Regions from separate parts of the Anser cygnoides genome. Here all the other regions are linked to region 2. A link is a contact called in public Hi-C data. All regions are on one chromosome and are shown on one strand. Each heading gives the region's core, a stretch centred on a gene start, on an enhancer-like site or on the middle of the called end of the contact. The rest is flanking DNA. Distances are from core to core; before and after follow the strand shown.

Evidence for each region. A called contact is a pair of places that touch in the nucleus more often than the background predicts.
Region 1: a contact with region 2 is called in a Hi-C map of liver, with 3 times the contacts expected there. The contact joins the promoter of RASD1 here to the promoter of SHMT1 in region 2. A contact is called at or near these places in 2 of 7 Hi-C or Micro-C datasets (both in liver).
Region 3: a contact with region 2 is called in a Hi-C map of liver, with 1.6 times the contacts expected there. The contact joins the enhancer-like site here to the promoter of SHMT1 in region 2. A contact is called at or near these places in 2 of 7 Hi-C or Micro-C datasets (both in liver).

The regions. Positions count from the first base shown.
Region 1 is chr15:3,272,960-3,275,659 of Taihu_goose_T2T_genome, forward strand. RASD1 (ras related dexamethasone induced 1) reads left to right here and starts at 1,377. Exons shown (of 2, transcript XM_066977607.1): 1 at 1,377-1,806; 2 at 2,147-2,700. The coding sequence starts at 1,521.
Region 2 is chr15:2,914,080-2,916,779 of Taihu_goose_T2T_genome, forward strand. SHMT1 (serine hydroxymethyltransferase 1) reads left to right here and starts at 1,257. Exons shown (of 11, transcript XM_048067954.2): 1 at 1,257-1,381; 2 at 1,862-2,007; 3 at 2,370-2,485; 4 at 2,565-2,700. The coding sequence starts at 1,283. LOC106032117 (chemerin-like receptor 1) reads right to left here and starts at 481. Exons shown (of 3, transcript XM_013174939.3): 1 at 1-481.
Region 3 is chr15:3,397,329-3,400,028 of Taihu_goose_T2T_genome, forward strand. All of the region lies in intron 3 of MPRIP (myosin phosphatase Rho interacting protein), which reads right to left. Among named protein-coding and RNA genes, the nearest start is that of MPRIP, 19 kb to the right of the region's middle. Within about 2 kb of position 1,448, at least 2 of the 3 cell types and tissues checked have open chromatin away from gene starts, as enhancers often do. A contact at or near this core is called in liver, where this site is marked.

The DNA of each region.
Region 1 (2,700 bases), core at 127-2,626, 360 kb after region 2:
TGGGGTAGGGATGGGGATGGGGTCGGGATGGGGTAGGGATGGGGATGGGGTAGGGATGGGGATGGGGTCGGGATGGGGATGGGAATGGGATGGAGATGGGGTCGGGATGGGGATGGGGTCGGGATGGGGACGGGGTCGGGATGGGGAGGGGATGGGGATGGGGATGGGATGGGGATGGGGTCAGGATGGGGATGGGGTAGGGATGGGGATGGGGTCGGGATGGGGATGGGGTCGGGATGGGGATGGGGTCGGGATGGGGTAGGGATGGGGATGGGGTCGGGATGGGGATGGGGTCGGGATGGGGATGGGGTCGGGATGGGGATGGGGTCGGGATGGGGATCGGGATGGAGATCGGGATGGAGATGGGGTCGGGATGGGGATGGGGTCGGGATGGGGATGGGAATGGGATGGAGATGGGGTCGGGATCGGGGGGATGGGGTCGGGATGGAGATGGGAATGGGATAGGGATGGCAATGGGGTAGGGATGGGGATGGGGATGGGGTAGGGCTGGGGATGGGGCTGGGATTGGGATGGGGCTAGGGGCAGGCTGGGGCTGGGGTCTTCTTGGGGATGGGGATGGGGTAGGGGTAGGGATGGGGATAGGGTTATGTTAGGGCTGGGGCTGGGGTCGTCTTGTTAATGGGGATGGGGTCGTGTTGGGGATGGGGCTGGGGTAGGGCTGGGGATGGGGTAGGGCTGGGGAAGGGGCTGGGATTGGGATGGGGCTAGGGGCAGGCTGGGGATGGGATTGTCCTGGGGTTGGAGATGGGAATGGGGTAGGGCTGGGGTCGTGTTGGGGCTGGAGAGGGGTTAGGGATGAGGCTGGAGATGGGGCTGTGTTAGGGCTGGTGATGGGGCTGGGGTCAGGATGGGGCTGGGGTCGGAATGGGGCTGGGACTGGGGTCGTCTTGGGAGTGGGGCAGGGGCTGGGGTAGGGCTGGGGATGAGGATGGGGTCGTGCTGGGGCTGGGGTCGGGCTGGGGCTGGGGTCGGATTGGGGTTTCCCCACAAAGCCCGACCCAAAACCCCTCCTTCCCGGGGCTGCAGCCCCCGGCGGGCCACCACCTCCCCTGTCCCCCCGCACCCCAAAAGCGCCCCAATCCCAGCGGGACTTTGAGATCCCTTTGGGATTCGCCCCGCGTTGCGGGGGGGGAGTCTCCATCTGCTGCACAGGACCCGGGGAAGGGGAAGGGGGGGGTCGCGATGCGGCTCCCCGGCTCCCGCAGCATCCCGGCCGGGGCAGCACCGGGAGAGGGGAAGGGGGGGGACGGGGAAGGGGGACGGGGGCCGGGGCCGGCGCTGACTCAGCCGCCGCCGCCCCGGGCCGTGACGCGCCGAGGGGCGGTCGCTGCCACCTCCATATAACGCGGCGGCGGAGCCCGTGCGGAGCTCACAGCGGCCCTTTCCTGCCAGGGGGGAGAGGTGCTGAGCAGCCGGGCACCCCTTCGCCTTCCTCCTCTTTCCTCCTCCTCTTCCTCGTCGTCGTCCTCCCGGCGCCAGCCGCGCCTTCGCCGGCTTCGATGAAACTGGCAGCGATGATCAAGAAGATGTGTCCCAGCGAGGCCGAGCTGAGCATCCCCGCCAAGAACTGCTACCGCATGGTCATCCTGGGCTCCTCCAAGGTGGGCAAGACGGCCATCGTCTCGCGCTTCCTCACCGGCCGCTTCGAGGAGCAGTACACCCCCACCATCGAGGACTTCCACCGCAAGTTCTACAGCATCCGCGGCGAGGTCTACCAGCTCGACATCCTGGACACGTCGGGCAACCACCCCTTCCCGGCCATGCGCCGCCTCTCCATCCTCACAGGTACTTGGCTGGGGAGCGCCGGGAGGAAATGGGGGGGGGGGTTCTCGGTGGATTTGGGGGTTTATTGCTCGCTTTGGGGATGGGTTTTCCAGCCCCGGGAGGAGGGAGGTGGGATTTTGTGGGTGCACGGGGGTGGGTAACTTGGTTTGGTGCAAAGGGGGTGCTGCCCGGTCCGTCCCTCCCCGGTCTCTGTATGGCTTTCCCTGGGGGGGGGTCTCGGTGTGTGTCGCCGTCCCCGCAACCATCTCACGTCCCCGCTTTGTCCCCAGGCGACGTGTTCATCCTCGTGTTCAGCCTGGACAACCGGGACTCCTTTGAGGAGGTGCAGCGCCTGAAGCAGCAAATCCTGGAGACCAAGTCGTGCCTGAAGAACAAAACCAAGGAGAACATAGAGGTGCCCCTGGTCATCTGCGGCAACAAGGGCGACCGGGACTTTTACCGGGAGGTGCAGCCCCGGGAGATCGAGCAGCTGGTGGGGGGAGACCCCAAGAAATGCGCCTACTTCGAGATCTCGGCCAAGAAGAACAGCAGCCTGGACCAGATGTTCCAGGCGCTCTTCGCCATGGCCAAGCTGCCCAGCGAGATGAGCCCCGACCTGCACCGCAAGGTCTCGGTCCAGTACTGCGACATCCTGCACAAGAAGGCGCTGAAAGGCAAGAAGCTGCTCAAAGAGGGCGGCCGCGGCGGCGCGGAGGAGGCGTACGGCATCGTGGCTCCCTTCGCCCGCCGGCCCAGCGTCCACAGCGACCTCATGTACATCCGGGAGAAAGCCATCGGCGGCGGGCACGGCAAGGAGAAGGACCGCTGCGTGATCAGCTAGGAGCCCCCGCAGACGCGGAGGAAGGAAGGAAAGAAGGAAGGAAGGCAGGGAGGGGGAAAGAGGCTCGGTTCCGA
Region 2 (2,700 bases), core at 7-2,506:
CGGGGCGCGCCGTGCTCCCCAGACCCTCACCCGCAGCCCACCCACGACCCTGCCCCATGCCCAGAGGGACCCCCGAGCTCAGGACCCCACTCTGTCCATCACCCTATACCCAAGGGGGCCAAGCAGGGCGGCTGGGAGCCCTGCAGCCGGTGGGGACATGGGGTGCCGGGGGGGTCAGGGTGCCCTGGGGGGGCTCCGGCTGCCGGGGGGGGTCGGGGTGCCCGGGGCCGAGCCCCCCGTGGCCGCCCAAGGTGACCCGTGCCCGGCGCGCCACGTGCCGGCAGCGCCTCCCGCCACGCCTCGGCAGCGACCAATGGGAGGCGGCGGGGGGAGCGGGGCGCGCCGCGGATTGGCGGAGGAGCTTCCGGAGCCGTTGCACTGCTTCATTGCGGAAAGGCGGAGCGAGGCGCTGATTGGTGGAGGCGCGGAGGGGGCGTGTCCGAGCTGCCTAGGGTAGGCGCGCGGCTTCCCGCGCGGAACCGGAGCGGGACCGGGACCACGATCGGGAGCAGGATCCGGATCAGGGATCGGGAGCAGGATCGGGCCGGTAGGGGCCGTGCGGGGCCGGGGCCGGGGCCGGGGGTTGCGGGATGGGAAGGGGCAGCCGCTGGCCCCCCCCGCAGCCTTGCGCGGCCCCGGGAGCCTGCCCGAAGCCAGCCCCTGCCCCTTCCTCGCCGCCACCCGGCTCCTGCGGCTTGGCACGGGCTGGGCGCAGGCGAGCCAAGCGGGGCGCTTAATAACCCGCTCACGGCCCCGTGCTAGCCGGCCGGGGGCACGGATAACAGGGGGATAACACGGCGGGCTGCCCGCAGCCGGGGGGGGAGCGAGGCCATCACGGCTGCTCCAGGGCTTGGGGGTTCCGTGGTGACACTCGCAGCGGTCACCCTGCGTTTAAAACGTGAGACTGAGAGAGAGGGAAAGGTGTTGCTAAAGCTGCCAATCCGTTTTGCTCCGCTAAAACCCTGGACGGGGTAGGGGAAGCCCCGTGAAGCTGGCTGGGCAGTGCCCGGGGGGGGTCGGCGGTGGGAAGGTGCCCAAAATGGCCAAATCCACAACGAACAAACCGATCTGAAATCGGCAGGGAAACACTGAGAGCGCTCAGCGCCTTCCGCCCCCAGCAGGCCCAAGCTGCGGTCGCTCCCCCAGCGTTATCTGGGGAAGACGCAGGACGGGAGCAGGCCACGCAGGGGCACGGTGCAGAAGCCCCCAGCCCCGCTGCCAGCCCGCACGCGTGCCCCCAGCTCCCCTCTCCGCTTGCAGGTGACGTTGGGCACGGCAGCAGATGGCGAACTCGGCGGCGAACTCGGGCCTCCCTAGCGCGGAGCTCTGGGCCTCCCACAACAAGATGGTGATGGAGCCGCTCGACAGCAACGACCCGGAGGTGAGAGCCCCTTCATGGCACAGCAGCCGCTCGGGACAGCAACCTCCTCGGGACAGGGACAGGGTCCAAGGCTGAGCTGGCGGGACTCGTCCATCCTCCGTGCGAGAGGAGAGAGGGCATCCTCCAGCCACCTGCAGCCACGGGGCTGTAACTTCAGGTCTGCTGCTCACGCGCCCCTGCCTGAGGCTCAGACATCTGTGCCAGGCCCAGCGTTTGCTGTAGCCACCCAGCAGTTGCCCTTGACGCTAACCCAAGTGCCAGCTGAATTATCCGATGGCCGTATGGCAGCTAGAAGCCCCAAGACGTGGCAGGACACATGTGAACTGCTGGGATCAGCTGCACCAAGAAGGGATCTCCTCTCCCTCCTGCAGCACCTTTCCAGGCTGCTCTCCGTTGCCCCGTCTCTTCTGAGGGTACATCCCGAGCATCCCACCCGCACGCAGTCAGCACAAGCAGAGCTGTTTCTCTCCCCTCCCGAAGGTGCACAGCATCATCAAGAAGGAGAAGCAGCGGCAGAGGCTGGGGCTGGAGCTGATCGCGTCGGAGAACTTTGCGAGCCGAGCGGTCCTGGAGGCCCTGGGATCCTGCCTGAACAACAAATACTCCGAGGGCTACCCAGGACAGAGGTAGGGGGCTGGGGAGAGCCTGACCCACTCCGAAGCCTCGCAGGGAAGGGAGAGGAACCACCCACACTGCCACGTCCCCCTCGAGACCTTATCTCTGGGAAGGAAGCCACGTCCTGGTGCTGGCAGCCAAGCTGCCCCAGGGCAGGATTTGACCCTCTCAGCTCCTGTCCTTGGCCGCATACTGGACGATCTCAGCAGGGTCATAGCTGCGGCAGCTGCTGTAAACACAGCACCCTCCTGTTCTCCCCCGCTGGCACAGCACTGGGCGCACGTTTCTAAATAAATGGTTCGGTTTCAATCCCCTGAGGTTTGCTCTCAGCAAACACCAACCCCGCTGTGACCCGTGCCCTATTTTCCGGCAGGTACTACGGCGGGACCGAGTTCGTAGACGAGCTGGAAAGGCTGTGTCAGAAGCGCGCCCTGCAGGCGTACCGCCTCGACCCCCAGAAGTGGGGCGTCAACGTCCAGCCCTACTCAGGTAACGGTGCCCTCGGGAGAGCCAGGCTGGGCTGCGCCATCCCGACGCCCGTAACCGCCCCGGTGTGCTCCCACCGCAGGGTCCCCCGCCAACTTCGCCGTGTACACGGCCTTGGTGGAGCCTCACGGCAGGATCATGGGGCTGGACCTGCCCGACGGGGGGCACCTGACGCACGGGTTCATGACGGAGAAGAAGAAGATCTCTGCCACCTCTGT
Region 3 (2,700 bases), core at 198-2,697, 480 kb after region 2:
GGGGCAACTCCCGCAGGCGCAGATGCTCGGGTGGAAGTTGTTGAATCCTGCCAAATTAGCCTGGAAACCTCATTACTCCCCAGCGCTCTGCTTACGAGCTTTGCAGAGCTTCCTGCGGGGCTGGGAATACCTCGCGGCCGGGCTCCCAGGGCGCGCGGGGGTCTCCAGCTGGAGGGGGAGTAGCAGAGCCCGAAGGCACGTGCACACACCAAGCTTCGGGGATTGCTTTCAGCCTGCCCGCCTCTCTGCTGGGAGGGGAGAGGGATTGCGGCCGGGAGCTGCTCCTGGGAGCTCCTATGGAGCAGGGAGAGGGCCCCGGTGGGCAGAAAAGAGGTGGTGCAGGGCAGGGACCTGAGCCCAGGGGGGTTTCTTCTTCCCCCCTGCATCAGCCTGTGCACGGCGGCAGCAGCCGTGCAAGCCAAACGTCCCCTTCCTGCGCACATCTGCTCCGTCCATAATCCCCACGTCCCTCCCCTAGTGGGAAAGCAGCCAGAAAAACGAACCAAAACCATCATTACATCCCAGTACCCCCCCAGCGCCCTGGTCATCTGCTAGGACTTTATCGATGGAGGAAACGAGGAGGAAAGGGTCAAGGTGCCCCCAGATCCCACCCTTTCTCCCCAGCTGCAGCATCGTAACGGGCAGAAACCCCACAGGTGGTGCTGGGGGGACACGTCCAAAACCGATCCTGTCCTGCTGAGCCTTTTCTCCCCAGGGACCCCAAAAAGGCAGGGGAAAAGCTTGAAGCGCCGGCGCTCGGGGACCGACGGCAACCCTCCTGGAAGCAAAGAGGTGGCCGAGGAGCCGTGCTGCCCGGCAGAGCTGCGTGCAGGCTGACTCCGTTAGCAAGAAGAAGAAAACCCGCCTGGGGATTCTCTTTTTTTTCACCACCAATGCCTCAAACAGCACTGACCAGCGGCGCAAGCCTTCAGCGATCCCCCTGCCTGTGGTAACAGCGAGCAAGGCCGTTTACAAAACCCCACCGAAGACCTCGGCTCGCCTCCACGCAAGTTTTAACCTGACAAGGTCCCTTTCACACAGCCTCAAAACCGATGAATAATGCACGTCTGGGGCAAACATGAAATCTCACGTTCACTAATGGTTACCAGAACAGAGAAACACGGGGCTGCGAATAAGTCATTTATTAACCCCGAACCGTGTTGCTGCTTGAATCGAGGACACGCCTCGGCGTCGGGCTCCAAAAACACCGGCGCAAAGTTTGCTCCTGAGCCACGGTGGGTGCGGTGCCCTGCCGAGCCCCCTGCTCTCATCACACAGACCCCCAGGAGCGAGGATGGGGGCTGCCTCCTGCCTCCCTCCTCCTCCTCTTCCTCCTCCTCCTCTTCCTCCTCGGGGGCCGCCGCGAGGAGCAGCGGCGGTGGGAAGCCCCCAGGCTCGCCAGCGGCTCCGGCCGCTTTCTCAGGCATTCCAAAATTTGGCCGGAGCCTCTTTTCGCAGTGCTCCCCCCCACGCCCCCCACGGCTGGACGCCGGCCTAATTGTCTATTTATTTATTTCTGCATTTTCCCAGCTCCCCGCACACACACTGGTGCGGGGGGGGGACGCCGAGGCCGGCTCCCGAGGCGAACCCGAATCAAAGAGAGGTGGGGGCGCCCCCCCCCCCCACCTTCCAGCCCCCCCCAATTCTCCAGAGATCAGGAGGAAAGGGGGGGGGGGGGGGCAGGAAAGGGGGCCGCCAGCGGCATCGCCCACCCCCTTCGCTTTGTGCGCGCGCGCTCGGGGAAATTAAAAATAGCTGTGTCCAAAGGGTGGCTGCAAGCGCCACAAAGAGCGTGTTGAGCGGAGGCAGCTGCAAGCTATTTGCTGCCCCTGGTAATCAGCATCTCGGCTTGCAGAGCCCCCCCCCCGGCCCCTTCCTCCCCTGCCAGAAGCTGCCGCCGCCTCCCTCCAACCCACATATGTCATGTCAACAAGCGGGGATTGCAGGATCGCTTCGGAAAAGGGGGGAGGAAAAAGAAAAGGGGGGGGGGAAAACTTGCTTTGATTTTCGGAGCGGCTTCGCCTCGCTCGATTCACGTCCGCCCCCCCCCCCCCCCCGCCCCTGAGATGCGTTTCACGGCGCCGAATCCCACCGGGGCGGGCCAGGGTGCCCCCGGCAGAGCCAGGACCAAGGCCGTGCTGGCCACCAGGACGCCGTTCTCCCGGGGACTCCTTTGACACAAGAGCGCCACGGGTGCCCCCGGTTACCCGCCCCGTAGCCCACAGCCTCCCGGTGGTCCTCAAGGACCTCAGGCATCGGCCCCGCTGGGGCTGGGAGGAATTACAGCCAGCCCCGTAATACAGCAAAACGAGCCTTCTGCGTTCCCTGATACAGCCAGGAGCTCCCCGGTTTGTTTCCCACTGCAATCTCTCGATTTTTTTTTTTTTTTTTTTTAAATAACAGCAGCTGGAGCAGCTGCCCACGGTAAATAGCAGCGCTCCCATCTGTCGCCTGCTGCTGGAGGGCTGCGCTTTTTGTCAGACGCTTTGCTCGATGTGCTCAGCGCGGTGGGACCCGGAGGAAAGCCAGGTCCGAGGCCACCAGGGGATGCGGAGGGTCACATTTGGGGTAAACGCGTGCTCGGCCACTGGTTGTGTCATCTCCCCATCACCCTGACACCCCCGCTGCTCGACGCCCTTAGAGGCGGGTTCGGTTCCTGCGCTGCCGCCTCCCAGCACATCACGACTCGGCTCCGCCGAG